Regions from separate parts of the Oryctolagus cuniculus genome. Here region 1 is linked to region 2. The links are chromatin contacts, called in public Micro-C maps. All regions are on one chromosome and are shown on one strand. The core of a region is the stretch at or near the end of the contact, and the rest is flanking DNA. Distances in the headings are between cores, read along the strand shown. Region 1 has its middle 23 kb from the start of CYP27A1. Region 2 has its middle 4.7 kb from the start of PRKAG3.

Region 1 (2,869 bases), core at 343-2,842, 86 kb after region 2:
AGGCAGCAGAATACGGCCCAAGTATTTGGGTCGCTGACAACTACGTGGGAACCAGGTTGGTGTTTCTGGCTCCTGGCTTTAGCCTGGCCTACCCCCAGCTACGCAGACATTTGGGGAATGAGTCAGTGATGGGAGATCTGTTACCTTGCCTTTCAAATAAATCTTGGAGAAACTACTTGCAGCTTTCGTTGATCCACAGCTGGTGAAGGGGCCAAGTCCAAGGCGGCTGCACAGATCCCAGGTAGGGGTGCGTGTGCAGATCCCGCTCTGGGGAGCCTCGCGGGCCCAGAGTCAGAACCTCAAGTGGCAGGAAATGCAGCTCGCAGCCCCACAGCCCTGCTAACCCGAAGCAGTTGGGATTTAAACAGTAGCTAGCAGTAAGCAGGAAAGATCCCCAGCTGCCTCTGGTGACGTCGTCACGGGTGATAACCGACCTGAGTGGAGGGGCGAGTTCCTGGCATCCACACCCCCAACGCCACCGTCAGATCCTCTGAGGTCAGCTGCCCGAGGGGCCAGGATAGCGGACCATCACCCTTGGCGAGGCAGCCTGACACCACGTCCCTCAATGTTTCCAGGTGCACACCCTTGTCCTTTGGCCCCTGCTGGTCAAGGCCTCCAGCTTCTGCATCTGCCGCTGGGCACGCTCAGGGCTTCCTGGCTCTCCCTCTCCTACCCAAGCTCAGCCTGGGACAGCCTGGGACTCGTCTCATTTGATTCGCATACTGCGACTGCCTCCCGAGCTCCCTCGCCTAGGGAACTTGCACTGAGGTACCTCCCCTAGAGCACTCACGGCAGGCTGGAAACTGCTGGTGTTTCTGCGTGCACTGGGGTGAGGCGGGGGGACACGTCTAAGTGTGTTCTGGACGCACCACTTCTAAAACATCTCAAGCACTGCTCCGCATCCCCCCTTGGAAGGGGCTCACCATTCCAGCTCGCCTCTCCCTATCTAAGGGCACCTGGACAAAAGGAGTGACCACGCGCAAGTACCCACTGCATCCTAAGTGCTTCTACTACGCTTGGCTTCTGTCTTCATCATCCCCGCCAGGTATGTATTGTATTCATATTATGAAGAAACAGACTTACGAGTTAGTTGGCAGGTCCAAGGTCAGAGCCAGTGGTACAGTTCACTGGAAGGCCCAGGCTCTTTTCCTAACACAAGGCCACTTCTTCATTAATATTCATTCTAGGGAAACGTAGTTTTTGATCAATCCCAAGTGGATTTGAAGCACCCGGGAACAGTAACCTCCAGTCCGCAGCCACCCCCTCCCCCTACTCCATCGCAACACCAACACCCTGGACAGCACTCCTGGTCTCTGGAGCACTCACTGCCCTGCCTGCAAACGGGCACTGGGTGAGTTACCAAGTTAGGATGGCAACGGATAGATTGTGGCAAGTGTTGACTCTACTAGACTCCCGCAATTTTTTAAAAAGAATTATTTATTTATTTGAAAGACAGAGTGACAGGAGAAGACAGAGAGAGACGTTTGCAACACTGATTCACTCCCCAAAAGGTCACAATGGCCGGGGCTGGGCCAGACACTCCACGCTGGTCTCCCACGTGGGTATTTGGGAATTTCTTCCAGGTATCTGGGCCATCTTCGGCTGCCGTCCCAGGTGTACCTGCAGGGAGCTGGCTGGGAAGCGGAGCAGCTGAGACATGACCCAGCACTCCGACGTGGGATGCCTGCACCACACACAGAAGCAGTGGCTTAACTCGCTGTGCCACAACACCGGCCCCTGGACTTCAATTTACACTTCCCAGAAAAACCCTCCAGACTCCTCAGCAATTCCTCATTTAGCTGAATGTTCGATCAGCCAGAGCAGATTTGCTCTCCACGGGAAAGGGAAACATGACACAAAAGCCAACGCCCTTCCTCCAGCCAGCAGACTACCACACCTAGCAGACGAAGATGGGAGAAACAAACACACATGTGGGAACGTGTTTTAAACTGCAAAAAACATTCTACTTGCATCACTCACGGAGTCTCCCAAGTCCTTCCTTCCCTCCCTCCCCCGGCACCCCGGTCCCCGCCTGTGGGACTGCTCCCCATCCAGGTCAGACTGCCGAGCTGTGCAGGGTTTCTGAGGTTGGTTTCCAGGGAGTGAGGCAGCACCGGGCTAAGAGGCAGCGAGCTCCCCCACGGGAAGGCTGCCGACCCTCCTCTGCCACACGTACAATGCTTGATCCAGGAGGGACAGGAGAGAGTTCCCTTCAACGATGTCAGCAAAGATCTGACGGGACTGGCAAGGACCTCTGCCACCGTGGCCCGCCTTTGAAGTCCTCAGGACTGGACGGCACGTGCTGCCCTGGACTTTGTCACCCTCACACTTTCTTCACCAATGTCAACCTGACCTTAGGACTGGCTGGCACACTCCCCTAGACTGTATCCTTGAACGCTGATCAGGACTCTCAGTGACCTTTCCAGGTCTCCACCCAACTCACCACCTGACATCAGGAGCCCGCCGGGGTGGGGGTGGGGGGTTCATCTCCATCTTTTCCAAGTTCAGAGAAATGGGGTAACTGGAGGCCGTGATGGCAGCAGCCCAGCCTGGGTGTCTGATGCACAAAGGGGAAACCAGCCCATGGGAGATGTGGGACCAATTTCTAGTTAGCTCCCAGTGTGCGCTGCGGCTACAGTACTAAGTAAACCGATTGTAGGGACTGACTCCAGAGGAGGCCAGCAGCCATAGGAGGTACTGGGCTAGGGACAAGCAGGTCCAAGTGGAAACCACCTTTCTGCCCCACTCTAAGCCTTGTGCCTCCCCCCAGGTGAGAGAACTTCCGGCTCAGGCACTTGAGTCCTTTGAGATTTCTGTATGTACAGTTCACTCCGTCAGCATTTATTGAGCACTCACTGTTTACTTAGGC
Region 2 (2,700 bases), core at 145-2,644:
GCCTTTCCTTTTTCATGTTGTATTTGAAAGGCAGAAAGAGAGAGATCTTCCATCTGCTGGTTGTTCTCCCCAGTTGCTGATAACAAGCCAGGGCGGGCCAGGCCAAAGCCAGGAACCTGGAACTCAATCCAGGGTCTCCCATGTGAGTCGCGGGGTCTCAAGACTTGACCAACTTCTGCTTCCCGAGGTGCACATTGGCAGAAAGGTGGAATGGGCGAGCAGAGCTGAGACGCAAACCCAGGCAGTCTGATAGGAGATGCGGGCATCCCAAACAGGGTCTTTACTGCTGTATCAAAATGCTCACTCTCCTTTTTCTCTGTCTCTCCCTCTCTCTGTCTGTAACTCTACCTCTCAAATAAATAAATAAGATCTCTAAAAATAATTAATGCTCACCCTTTGAATTGTTTTTCAAATGCCCCCTATATCTTGAGACCTTGCTGTGGCTGAATTCACACCCCACGTCCCCAGAGCCTGTGCAGGTGCCCAGGCCTCTGTTAACTCTGATATCAATGAGAACTCTTTGAGCTGCAGGTGACATACGTCCCAATTCAAACAGCACTAAACGAGAAGATTCTGTGGGTTCCTGAACTGAGAACCCCGGTGGGAGGTCTTCAGGTACAGTGTGACCCAGGACTGCAGTGAATGGCAGGAGGACCCGGTCTTTTTCACCATGGCTCTTTGCCCTCTGTGTTGGCTTCGTCCTCAGGTTGCCCCACTCCGCACGGTAACCCCTAGAATCTCCACACCTACATCCTCACAGCTCCCGTTCCAGTGCGAAGGAGTTCCTGGTAGCAAACATCTCGGGACTTGCCCTGGGTGGACTGATTCTGCCAATGCCCCTCCCCCTCACTGTAACCAGGGGCACTTGCTGTGCTCACTGGCTCAGTCTGAACCAGAGGAATACCTCCTGGAACCCCCCACGGAACTCCTTCCCACAGCACTTGCTCCAAATCGTGGTTCCCTAAAAGGGAAACCTAGGAGCTTCCCCCCAAAGAAGAGTAAAGGGATCCTGGGGGAGCAAATCAACTTCTGCCCATACGACTCCCCACCCCCACCCCAGCCCACAGAACGGAAACCGGTGGAGCAGGGCTCGGGGCAGACAAGACTGCATTAACCGGCTGTGGGTTCTGTCCAGGTCCTGGAGACGCTGGCCCCGGCGCAGCTCTGCGCAGCCGCGCACAGACAGGGCGGGAGCCGAGGCATCTGGGTGACAGACAGGAAGACTTGCGCTCGCCGCCTCCCAGCTTCTCTGGCACGCGAGACTTCGCTTATGATTTATCAGCTATGGGTCCCCTCCAGGCGGCTCCCTTGGCCTCTGCAAGCTGTTTTTCTCCGTCTGATATAAAAATAACACCTAAACAGGATCCCCAACTCGATGTCCCAGGCAAATCAGCTCCCCGGAGGCGGCAGCCAATCCCGCCGTGGGGTCAGGATGCAGGGCCCCGATTACACAGCCTTCAGGAAATACGATCGCACGGCCACAGGCGAAAATCAATCACCCACGGAGGATTGGTTACCCGGCTGTGGCCAGTTGCGTCTGTTGATTCTTGCCTTGCCAAAGGGGCTGGGTGGGGGCCCGGCTGGCGGCGAGAGCAGGAGGGGAATTCCAAGAATCAAAGGACAACACAGGGCAGGGCCGGAACTGGAAAATCGGGGCGCGCGGGGCGGGGGGGGGGGGTCTCAGTGTAGAGCAGCGCCACTGTCAGCCCCCAGCCCAAGTCCTTCCAGACCCTGAACTTGAGGACAACCTACGCGGCTGGAGGTGTAGCAACACTGGAAGCAGGTGGCCAGGTAATAATAATAGTAACCACTTACTGAGCACATATATTTTTTGCATGATCTGTGCTTTCCATAAAGCCGAGCGGTTAAGTTGTGGGCACCAGGCAGTCCAGGCAGCCCGGGGTTAATGCTTGCTCCATCTCCCTAGCTTTGAGATTTTGATCAAATTACTTACTCTATTTATGCCTCGGTCTTCTCATCTGTATCACTGCAGTAAGAAAAATATTTACGTCCTAGGGTTGCAAGGGATCGAGTGGGGTATCGCATGGAACGTGGTGTGCACGGCGTCTACTCAATGCCACGTGCTGCATAGACACGAAGGGTCTTCATTTGCACAGCGCAAAGTGGATGTGTGAATGAAGAGAGGCTAGATGAGACAGAGGCTGATTTTTTTTTTTAAGATTTATTTATGTATTTGAAAGAGTTACACAGAGAGAGGAGGAGAGGTAGAGAGAAAGAGAGAGGTCTTCCATCTGCTGCTTCACTCCCCAGTTGGCCACAATGGCCAGAGCTGTGCCAATCCGAAGCCAGGAGCCAGGAGCTTCTTCCAGGTCTCCCACACGAGTGCAGGGGTCCAAGGACTTGGGCCATCTTCTACTGCTTTCCCAGGCCACAGCAGAGAGCTGGATCGGAGTGGAGCAGCTGGGACTCGAACTGGCACCCATATGGGATGCCGGCACTGCAGGAGACAGCTTTACCCGCTATGCCACAGCACCAGTCCCAGAGGTTGATTTCCCTTAGCAATACAGGCTAGGTGGGCAAAGCAGAGTGGGAGTAGGGGAGTGCTAGGGTTTGTAAGTTCTTATGTCAAAAGCTTGTCCCCAAAGCCACAGAGTTGGGAGATGGGTCCTTGCAGAGGTGACGTGGTACGGGTGTCTGCCTTCACAAATGGATCCAAGTAACCATGACGGAGCAGGTCCT

What was found. A called contact is a pair of places that touch in the nucleus more often than the background predicts.
Region 1: a Micro-C map of ear pinna shows a contact between it and region 2, with 8 times the contacts expected there. The contact joins two enhancer-like sites. A contact is called at or near these places in 3 of 6 Hi-C or Micro-C datasets (ear pinna, psoas muscle and an unstated tissue).

The regions. Positions count from the first base shown.
Region 1 is chr3:20,693,254-20,696,122 of mOryCun1.1, forward strand. No RefSeq gene overlaps it. Among named protein-coding and RNA genes, the nearest start is that of CYP27A1, 23 kb to the left of the region's middle. Within about 2 kb of position 1,593, at least 1 of the 8 cell types and tissues checked has an H3K27ac peak or open chromatin away from gene starts, as enhancers often do. A contact at or near this core is called in ear pinna, where this site is marked.
Region 2 is chr3:20,607,872-20,610,571 of mOryCun1.1, forward strand. No RefSeq gene overlaps it. Among named protein-coding and RNA genes, the nearest start is that of PRKAG3, 4.7 kb to the right of the region's middle. Within about 2 kb of position 1,395, at least 2 of the 8 cell types and tissues checked have an H3K27ac peak or open chromatin away from gene starts, as enhancers often do. A contact at or near this core is called in ear pinna, where this site is marked.